Regions from separate parts of the Astyanax mexicanus genome. Here region 1 is linked to region 2. A link is a contact called in public Hi-C data. All regions are on one chromosome and are shown on one strand. The core of a region is the stretch at or near the end of the contact, and the rest is flanking DNA. Distances in the headings are between cores, read along the strand shown. Region 1 holds the start of wdsub1 (WD repeat, sterile alpha motif and U-box domain containing 1). Region 2 holds the start of marchf7 (membrane-associated ring finger (C3HC4) 7).

The links. A called contact is a pair of places that touch in the nucleus more often than the background predicts.
Region 1: a contact with region 2 is called in a Hi-C map of muscle, with 3 times the contacts expected there. The contact joins the promoter of wdsub1 here to the promoter of marchf7 in region 2. A contact is called at or near these places in 2 of 3 Hi-C or Micro-C datasets (both in muscle).

The regions. Positions count from the first base shown.
Region 1 is chr5:40,306,512-40,311,746 of AstMex3_surface, reverse strand. It overlaps wdsub1 (WD repeat, sterile alpha motif and U-box domain containing 1), which reads right to left and starts at 3,116. Exons shown (of 14, transcript XM_049479067.1): 1 at 2,986-3,116; 2 at 1,211-1,631; 3 at 1-126. The coding sequence starts at 1,608. baz2ba (bromodomain adjacent to zinc finger domain, 2Ba) reads right to left here. Exons shown (of 37, transcript XM_049479816.1): 37 at 4,380-5,235.
Region 2 is chr5:40,109,119-40,114,830 of AstMex3_surface, reverse strand. marchf7 (membrane-associated ring finger (C3HC4) 7) reads left to right here and starts at 2,301. Exons shown (of 11, transcript XM_007248811.4): 1 at 2,301-2,394. LOC125802240 (a long non-coding RNA gene) reads right to left here and starts at 1,257. Exons shown (of 2, transcript XR_007439273.1): 1 at 1,032-1,257.

The DNA of each region.
Region 1 (5,235 bases), core at 1,867-4,366, 200 kb before region 2:
AGGTCCCAGATTCTCAGATCTCCGTATGTTGAACCCGAGGCAAACAGCTGACCACAAGGGGTAAAAGAACAGGCCACCATCGTAGTGTCTGGGACTGAACCAGTCCTGAAAGAGAAAGAAGTACTTCTGTACCAGCGAAAAAATTACAATACAGACTAGTGATGCACTGAATATTTGGCAACCGAAAACATTTAGCAACTAAAAAGAATGAATAATTAAATAATAGAAAACACACAATAATTTACACCAAACAATGATTTTTTGTGTTTTTTTTCTTAAACAGAGGAGCAGACGATACTGTAAACAGCAGTGGGAGACCCACTTCTCCCCCTCCTCACCTCCCGGACCCGTTGGGGAGTGTGGGATAGAGCCAGCAGGAAGAGCCAACAAAGGACAGGTTTAAGTTCATTTTTATGCTCATTTCTTTCTCACAAATAAAATGAAACAAATTAAATAAATACATTGTTTAGCATCTCTGATCATAATAGGTATCTATTGCAAAAATCTCACAGTTATCCAGCTGAAAGATATTAGCTGTACAGGGCTAGGATATTACCGGGCTAGGAGAAAATCTGCTTGTTTTACAAAAGACTGGCTGTCATTGTCTGTGCAAATATCTCTGATGTTTGACTCAAGTAGCACTACTGAGGTATATTTATTTATATGATTAGAATAGCAGTTCTAAAACATATTAACAAGTAAAATAGTACTCCAAAAAAAAAGCATGATTAAAACTGCACTGCTCAAGTAATTTTATGATTAGAATTGCACTGCTGTGGTAAACTTATTGTGGTCTGTTGGTTTCTCTGTTGGAATACTGAAAAGATAATTGTTCATTAAAGATTTTTTTTGTTGTTTTGTTATCACTTTTGTATTTAAAAAGAAAGTAAATTACATTTAGGCCATTTATTGTATTCATTGATGAACAAAACCATGAAAACCTGCCTGAAATTCAGCCTTTGGCCAAATGTTTCATTTTGTTTAGTTTTGGCCAAAAATATTCATTTTGCTGCATCTCTAATAAAAACATACCAACTATTTTAGCTTTGGATTTCCTTATACAACTATCAAAAATCTCTAGAACTAAAAAAGAAAAGAGTGCCTAAACTGGCACTCTTTATTAAATGTTATAATAAATTGTTCTTGGTTGCAGAACTAGTTGATACATAGAGGCTGGTATCTGTTGCAGATCTTTTAAAGCTGAATTTACCTGAGCAGAGCTCTCGAGGGGAAGTCCCACAGAGCCAGGGAGCCATCTGATGCTCCCGACACCAGCCAGGAGGAGTCTGGTGAGAAGGCACACACTCTGACAGGGCTCCTGCCCGGATGCTCAAAAACAGCCTCGATCTCCCCGGTGTCCATCTTCCACACCACTGTGGTGGCATCTGTGGAGCAGGATGCCAGATACTGCCCACAGGGACTGAAGCAGCAGCAGTGGACTCCGTAGCCATGGCCAGACAGCGGGGAGAAGGACAGCTCAGTGAAGTCTCGGGTGGAGTAGACCCGGATGGTCTTATCTGCTGAGCAGGTGGCCAGCAGGGTGGAGGAGAACGCACACCAGTTCACATCATCCAGGTGGTTCTGTAAGCTGCAGATGAGAGACACCATGTTGAGCGGACACTGGGTGGTCCCTGTCAGAAAGGAAGAGGGAAAGCATTTACAGTATTAGTGGGGTTCTGGAATGGTGTAGACTAGCCATATGAGAGAGAGAGAGAGAGAGAGAGATAGAGAGAGAGAGAGAGAGAGAGAGAGAGAGAGAGAGAGAGAGAGAGAGAGAGAGAGAGAGAGAGAGAAGAGAGACAGAGAGGGGAAAAGATAAAGAGGGAAAGGGGAATACAGCTAGAGAGATCAAAAGACATAGAGGCAGAGATATACAATGTGAGAAAGGTTTTAGTTTTAGCTTTGGTTATGTTTCAAGAAGCCTCTGGAATGTCAACATTTATTTCTGTCAAAAGTTCAGGTCTGAACTCCTATGTTTCCAACATGCTTAGTTTGCAACCTGATTTTAGTAGGTTTAGCAATCTCCTTAGATGTTTTCTCTGCCAATAATGTGACCCATCTGAAACAGATTAACATTTTTTCCACAACCACAGGAAGTGTCTTTTTTTCACCTGATGGTTTATGATGTAAATGAGAAGCTACTCACTGCATCAGTTAGGGTTAAATAACTGACAGTTTAAACAAACACCCATTCAGTAATTATCCAATGGGAGGCTCTTACCAATTTGTAAATTAAATCCAGGTGGTGACCTTTTTGTGACCAGGCAGTGTATAAGCAGTGTGTAAGACTGGTGGAGGAGAACATGCCAAGATGCATGAAAACTGTGATTAAAAACCAGGGTTATTCCACCAAATATTGATTACTGAACTCTTACAACTTGAATATGAACTTGTTTTCTTTGCATTATTTGAAATGAAATGAAAGCTCTGCATCTTTTTTGTTATTTCAGCCATTTCTCATTTTCTGCAAATAAATGCTCTAAATGACAATATTTTTATTTGGAATTTTTGGAGAAATGTTGAACGTAGTCTATAAAATAAAATATGGTTCATTTTACTCAAAATTAGAGAAACTGATTCAGAAACTGAAGTGTGTAAATAAAATCCAGGTGGTGACCTTTCTTTTTTTTTTTTTACCAGGCAGTGTGTAGGTAGAGGTATAAACATATATGTATTTTCTTTTATAACTGTAGCAGAACCTTTGTTTTATCTTTATTATCTACTGTTGATGTTGCTTTTATTTTATTGTAATTTCAAGATCAATAAAGTATATTTAAACATTTATCTCCACTTTCATACTCAGTATTCTGACCTCCTGAAGAGACGCGTTTCCGAGCTTTTCTACATTACAAAAGTGTTAAATATCTCTATCTACAGTTTGAATAATCGGTTAATACTGATCCCGAGTCTCTCAGAAATCAGTAGGTTAGTAAACCTGGTTTAGCCGCGGCGCTAACCCCGCGGAGCTGGAGCTCACTCACTCACCGGGTTCACACGGTACAGTTTTACCCGCTTTAACTCTTCACTGTCCTCCAGCTGAACTGAAGCTCCGCCACACAGGAGAGAGAGAATTACTTACTTGTTAAAGAGAAAACACAACAACCTCACCGTCTCCCTCCTGCTTCCTCCTGACGTTAGCGTGACGTTGTGCGGAGATCACGTGCTGTTTGTTTATGGGAGGAGCGGCGGCGCTCTGCTGCTGCTGCTGATCTGTACTTCACACACAACACCAGTAAATCAGGAGTGGATGTCTGTGTGAACAGGTTATTATTCCTTTAATTTGTTTTTCTCAGCGTAGTTTTATGTTTTTACTGTGTTTGCTGCCTTCAGGCTCTCTGATTAAGTCCCTATTTGGTTAAATCTAAGTGTGTTGGGTCTGTTTGTGCCACAAAAGAGAATACACTGAAAACCCTAGCGTGCTTAAATGAAGCTTTTTTATTTTGTTTGGATTAAATAACAAAACTACATTGAATAATGCATTGTTTTTTTGTTTTTTTTTACTATTATTACAGTTACCCTAACTATAATACTAACCCCAACCTTAACCCTAATAGGGGTAATTGGTTATATATATATATATTTTTTTTTTACTTTTTCGTTAATCCTTTTTAATTCACATTTAACATAATACAAATATATTATTGGTTTCTGGAATTATGGTTCCCTCACCGTTTTCTGCCAAAATTAATACCTTTGTGCAAATATACAGCTGTGGACAAAAATGATGAGTTTTTTTATTTTATCAAATTGAAAACCTCTGGAATATAATCAAGAGGAAGATGGATGATCACAAGCCATCAAACCAAGCTGAACTGCTTGAATTTTTGCACCAGTAGTGGCATAAAGTTATCCAAAAGCAGTGTGTAAAACTGGTGGAGGAGTATATGCCAAGATGCAAGGAAACTGAATAAAAACCAGGGTTTTTCTATTCCACCAAATTTCGATTTTTGAATTCTTAAAACTTTATGAATATGAACTTGAAAGTTCTGCGTCTTTTTTGTTATTTCATTAATTTCTCATTTTCTGCAAATAAATGCTTTAAATGACAATATTTTTATTTGGAATTTGGAAAAAAATGTTCTACGTAGTCTATAAAATAAAACAATGTTCATTTTGCTCAAACATATACCTATAAATAACAAAATTAGAGAAACTGATTCAGAAACTGAAATGGTCTTTTTCCAGCTGTATCTTGCTAACTAACATATGTAAGCAGAGCCTTGAAACATACTGAATGGATTAAATTCTGATAACTGACTGTTGATTATAGCTTTATAATAAAGGGCTTTATTCCTCAGTAAAATTATACATTTTTATTTTTATAGGATATTACTCATCATTCATCAGAGTAATAAGAAAAGACTCAAAGTATCAGCCAGTGGCTTTAAAAACATCCTTTTAATAGGTCCGTGCCACACACATCCACACTCTCAGACACACACATACATACACACATACACACTAGTGAAAAATAATGCTCCTACAAAAGAACGCTACCATTTTGTTTCCCACAATATCTTTAAATAAAATAACTTCAAGTACTCTGACTCAGGTACAAAAACCTCTGTTCTAGCTGCCTCCAGTGGGCCACGACGCACGGGGGGTTTGGGGGGTGGGGGGGGTGGAGCAGGGGGTACGGGGAGGGGGTCTCGGACAGAAAGTGGTTTACAGAAAGACTGCTGTGTCTGTCACTCTGCAGCCGCACGGCCAGGATACTGAAAAATACTCCCAACAGCTCTCGAATGGAATACGGACGAGTATTGTACAGTATGCTGTTGTGTGGAGGAGGCCGGGGGGTGTTTTATATTAGAAAATAATAACCTTACAAAAACGAGAAATCAAGAAAAAACAAAACGACAAAACAAAAAACTTCCCTACACCCTATTCGGAAGGGCAGGCACTACCAAGATTAAGGAAACCACAGTGTTTGTAGAGGATATGTATATACTGTACAAACAATAAATGTGTAAGAATAATAATAATAATAATAACAATAATAAGTCACTTTAAGACTAAAATCAAATGCTACAATCGGTCTAAGGCATGAACAATATCCAATGTCTGAAACAATATTTACACATCATTCCAAACAAGACTCAATATATTGATATTAATAGACAGTATGTACACATGGGGGACCACTGCTCATCCGGGCGCGTGTACAGTGACGCAGTCAGCTCTGCTTCCGAGGGAGGAGCACTCCGATGCCTAGCGGCACAGAGCAGTGTAAACAGT
Region 2 (5,712 bases), core at 1,052-3,551:
CACCACTGGTGTGCCACCTGTAGAAGATACTGTCTACACAACAGTCTCCCGTTTTCTCTACCAGTATAAGGGCACCATTTGGGACACTTATCTAGTAAAGGTCAGGCGCTTCATTAAAGCATTTTTATTACTAAAAAAGTTAAACCGGCACCTTTGCATCCCATTTATTTTATTTACATTTATTACAACAAGGGGCAACTAGGGGATCACTTTTTTCTACAAGGTCATTGGGGCAATAACATGATTTGAGGTAAAGTTTGAGGTAAATTTGAGGTAAAAATGCTACATAATGTTGCATTTAAATTATTTTTTTTTTATTTGGATGTTTTATTTATGTAAGCATGCCAGATTTCTAATTTCTAATGTCTAATTGTCATCTGCAGTGCTTAGGGAGTACTTAGGGAGGTTGATGTTATAAAAGGAACAGTCCTGCAAACCACATAAGTTACAAGACACAATTAACATTCCAGTTCTGTTTCTTTTGTCAACATGTACAGATGTCCAAAAGGCGGAGCCTAATTCGTATTTACTGCAGTGGAGGACAAATAAATTACATTGTCCAACTGAAGTGGGAGGTTATGAGCAAAAAATACAAATTCTCACATAATGCTGGTGTAAATACTTGAGTACCGTATTTTTCGTAATATCAGGCACACCGGATTATAAGGTGCACTATCAATAAATGTCTATTTTCTGGTTTATTTTTATACATAAAGCACACCGGATTATAAGGCACATTATGCTACACTAGTTAGGAACAGGGGTGTCACCATGTTTTCCTTTTAATTCAGCAGGTCTCTCCTGTAAAGCTAAGCTAAGTAAACAAAACTGCAACTGATAAAAAAGCTGGACGTTAATCTACACAGTTTTCTCTCCTAAAGAAAATGCTAGCTACGGTTAGCGGCTAATGCTGCCTGACAGTGCTACACTAAGGAACCCTGAGTGTTCCGGTAAGCCAGGGCGATAAAGGTTCATCCCATGTAGCTTGTTCTAACACAGTAAACACACAGACTCCAACCCGATAAACTCACCTCAGAACGGCAAAAGAGTTAGCGCTTAATTCGGTTAGCGGCTAATGCTAATACTGCTCCAGCAGTGCTAGCCAGGGTTAGCAGCAGTGTTCCCAAGTCTCTCAGTGTTCTCTGACACACGCACCTCAGCAAGTTCACACGCCACACATGGTATTTCTCCCGCTAGCCAATCCATCAGCTTTATATTATAATGTACTCTCATTGAGCCAATCAGAATATAGAACTGTCTGTTCTCCTTCAGTCAGTACACAACTGAAGGAGAACGGCGGCAACTCCGCCCACCCCCCCCAACTACTGAAGACAACTCGGTGAACAACTCGTGAACAACTGAAAAACTGCGCGCTCACCCAAACAGATCAACAATACTCACCTCTGAAAATTTTTGCGAAAATTAAAGGATTTTAAGTCTTATTCTTATAGTGCAAAAATATGTATCTATTTTATTCATTCGTGTTCTGAAATTGCCAGCTCAAATCTGATCACATACAACAAACAATGACCGAATACAGATTAGTTTGTGATGTCCAGACACGTAAAACTGATCTGATTACTTGCAAAGAACTGTGTGAAACAGTTGTCTCAACAAATCTGATTTCAGACACAAACCTGATTTCTCTGGAGTCTGAACACAGTCTCAGCAGGACAGCACTGATCTAGTACCCTGTGTATTAGCATTTTCTTTCATTATGAATGCGTAGTGAACGCTTGTGTACATACTGCATTAAGACTTAAGCACAATAGCGCTGATGTTTATTATTCTAATTAATGTCTCATTATCGCGTTCGCAGCATACAGCATTTCTAATTATACTGCTGATAGGATAAATACCATGTGGCTCCGTGCAAACAGAACTCCAAGCGCAAAGGGAAAGATCACGAATTGGTGAATTGGTGCGGCGCACCGCCCTCTGCCGGCCAATTAAACCAATGACTGACATCTACTAAATAAAACATCTGCCTGCTTTTATTTCAAATCATCAAATAGTGTATAATTATAATGATTTCATTAAACCGCAAGTCCATTTTTAATTCAGTCTTAATTCAGTTCTGTGGAGATTTTGTTTCGTGTTTAATTAAAGCATGTGCTGTCATTAATATTATTTGATTTATAGCGCTACAACTCAACTGTTCTGTACAAATACGGGAGACACTCCATCACACCGAGTTAAAACTAAATCAGCGATCTGATTGCACAGCCGAGAGAAAGAGGGCGGGACCTGTGGTCGTTCCGACTTGTTAATTGGGTGAACGCCCTGTCAATCAGCCCGCACAGCGAGCAAGGCGAAACTGGCGATCACATGACCTGCCCTATATCAATACACAGCCGCCATTAATACCAAAAGCAGAGAAACGGAAAATCAGAGGTGAGACACTTTTGCTTTGTGCGCTGCGGATTAAATCACATTTAACCGAGTTTAATACGGAGTGTCTGACTAACTAAACATATACACGCTCACATAACCCGGGGGCTGCGCGGTCAGTGGGCTGTGAGAGAAAAGCGGGGCAGAGCTTTGTTGTTTTGTGGGTAGGTAGCATTAGCATTAGCTAAAAGTGCTCAGAGTTGGTAGACAGGGTTAGCAAGCAGGCTAGCTAACACCAGCTGGCTAGCTTGTTTCTAAATGGCTAGCTAGCAGGCTAACGCGAAGCAAACACGGCCAAAAACAAGGCCTGGACTTTTTTTCTGTTTGACTGCTGCTGCTGACAGTAAAACATAATCCTCAGGATTATCCCAGTTCTGTGAAATGTCTGTGAAATATGGCATTCTGGTATTGTTAAATGTGTAAACTCATAGACAGGTTCTGGAGGAGCTGGGTTATGTTATGTTAGTTAACTCGACTGGGCTTTAAATAGTTCCTCCTCTTCGGTGCATATAAAAATAAGGAACTGTGTCGATTTGTCGCACAAAAACCAAAATATTTCTCAGCGCTCACCCGTTTAGACACTTTTAACTTCACTGTTGTCATCTGTATTCGACTTGAATTGAGTGTACTGCGCTTTTATTACTGACTTCTCGCTAGCTTAGTTAACTAGCGTTAGTTGTTGTGTTGCAAGTTTGACGAAGCCCACCACGAGTCGTGGTGCTTGAACGTTGTTCTCCTGAGGCCACAGACAGACAGACAGACATTTTGAAAGGTCAGTGGTGTCCCACATAGCAACAGTATGTCAAATCAACGTTCATTTTCTAGCTCTGATGCACCGAAACAACTAGGTTGTTTAGCTAGTTTATTTTACGTTGGTTTAGTTTTATTTCAACGTTATGGTTATAACGAGGTAAGCTAGCGTTATATGTGTTGTTTGTGCTGAACTTTACGTACTTCAAATATGTGTATCTTGCTTGTATTGTATATGTATAGCTTGTACTTGTGTTGCTGCAGTGTATAAGGTGTCAGTTCTATAACTTTTCAGTTCTATAACTGTTACTATTATTAGCACCCATCATAAAACCAGTAAGTGTAAAAAGAGAAACATCCGTTTGAATACTTTGCTTAACGTTAAATTCATGTCTGAATTTCAACACTTAATGCTGTTGATTAATCAACAACAATAATGTTGTTTGTTATCAGGTATGTGTTTTAATGGCTTAGATAGGTTAGCTAGCTAACTAATGTATTTTATTGCAGCGCAATCTCTACCTGAATATCATCTGATCAGCTGGTAACGTTATAATAATTATTTTGCTGTATCTAAGTTATAGCTAGATGGAATAGATTTGACTATAGCTAGGAAAAAAGGGGCTGCTTAGCTATTTTACCTGTCAAAAACATTTCCCTGAAGAATATTATCTATCAGCAACATATTGAGTTTGCAAACTGTTTAAAAGCTCAAGGTGTTTTATCTCTAGTTACACTAGAAGAACTGGATATACTTTTTTTTTTTTTCAAATATAGGCATGGCTCTGTTCACATGAAGGGTGTGTGTGTTTGTGTTTTTTCCTATGTAGGGTACACCCTGCTGCGTGAATAACAACCTAGCTCAAGCTAAAATTCATTTCAGCTTTACTTTCTGTGTAAATTGGGAGAGAAATGTGAATAACACCAAAATGTACAGATGTCATAAAAAAGAAGCAATCCAAGAGGGGCTTAATGGGGTAAAAAAGCTTTCTATAGGGTTAAATGTTAAATGTAATTGATAAATATGGGAGTATCTCTGAGTAGCTGTTTTCATCTGTGTGTTGTTCTGAGTGAAGTTATTGGTCTCTGGTTTTGTAGTTGTTGAGTTTCTCCTTTGTCAATTCAAACTATGTTGAGGATCTGTTTTTATGATGAAAATAAGATGAGAACTACCTAAAAATGAATACTGGAAAACAAGAACTATGACTAAATTTGATTGATGAAAATTGAGTTTAAAAAACGGAAGCATGGGGTAATTATTCGTATTATATTTAATTTTGACCACTGATTGGAACATTTTAAAATGGCAGGACCACACACATTCTTAGAGCCGGTAAGAACAGTGCTATGTAAGATGGGGGTACACAAATCTGCTATAGATAACAAAATAGCAAAACCAGCAAACCTTATGCAAAATATCTCACCACTAAGGCATAGGTATCCTAAGCTAATGGTATATTCAGATGTATGGCTGATTGTGGATGTAACTTAAGTCTGTTAGCTAGCTAAGGTACTGGTAAGCTAGTTTTAATAAATTTCTCATTGGCTTAGGTTATGTTGACCGCAAGCATCTCTTGAACTTATTCATACAGCCTTCACTGTGTTTTACAATACTATTAATTTAACAAAAGTGCGTATTAACAGTGTAACGGATTAGCTAGAAAAGTGAAAACAAAAATTTCAGTCTTTCCTAAAGACAGAATTCTCCTGTGTGCCTGTTATTTCAGTGATTATTTTGGTTTTACAGTTTTTAAACAGCTAGAGTGTTTGTTGTGTTGATTAGTACCAAAGATTGTATAAACTGTTTACTACATGCACAAAGAAGACTGGTTTTTGCAAAGTACACCTGCAGCTAACCGTATTTACACACCATCTAAACACTGATGTTACTTGACTAGATGTGTATAAAATCTATAGTGGTAAAGTAATGAATGCCTAGGATACTTAAAGCAAGCAATGTTAGTAGAAATATGTATTGTGTTTATTTGTCTTGCAATGTTAAAGCTCTACTTTTTAAAACATTTTAATGTTAGCATAATTTAAATGTAACAAAACTTAGTAATATATGTCAAAATAACACATCCAAAAGAGTAAAACCTCATGACGACCTAAATATTTTAGAAATGTAAAAGACTAGACTGTTTAGTTTTCGTTGAATTAAAACAAATAAAAACTAAATTAAATCTAAAACACCAAAACTAAATAAATCACCTGTCAAAATTAACACTGTGGTATGTAAAGCATAAACTAGCTAGCTAAAATTCATTGCAACTGTACTTTTTTTTTTTTTTTTTTTTTTTTTTTTTTAACATGCGCAGCATTCACAAAATTAGTTGTGAGGACCAGAAATATCTAGAAGGATTTGTTTTCTTTCCTAACTCCTCTGGAGGTGTGTAAACGCTAAGACATGTTAGTAGCTATTTCCTTCTCTGGAGAACTTTCGGGAATAGCAGGGAAAGTTCTGGATGAAGTTGTAGGTGTCTGTTTCGTTGTTGGGTTTCTCTTTTCATGGAGAACCTCTTTGCATTTCTGCTTTTCTTCCATTTTCTCTTTAATGTGGGGCTTATTGTG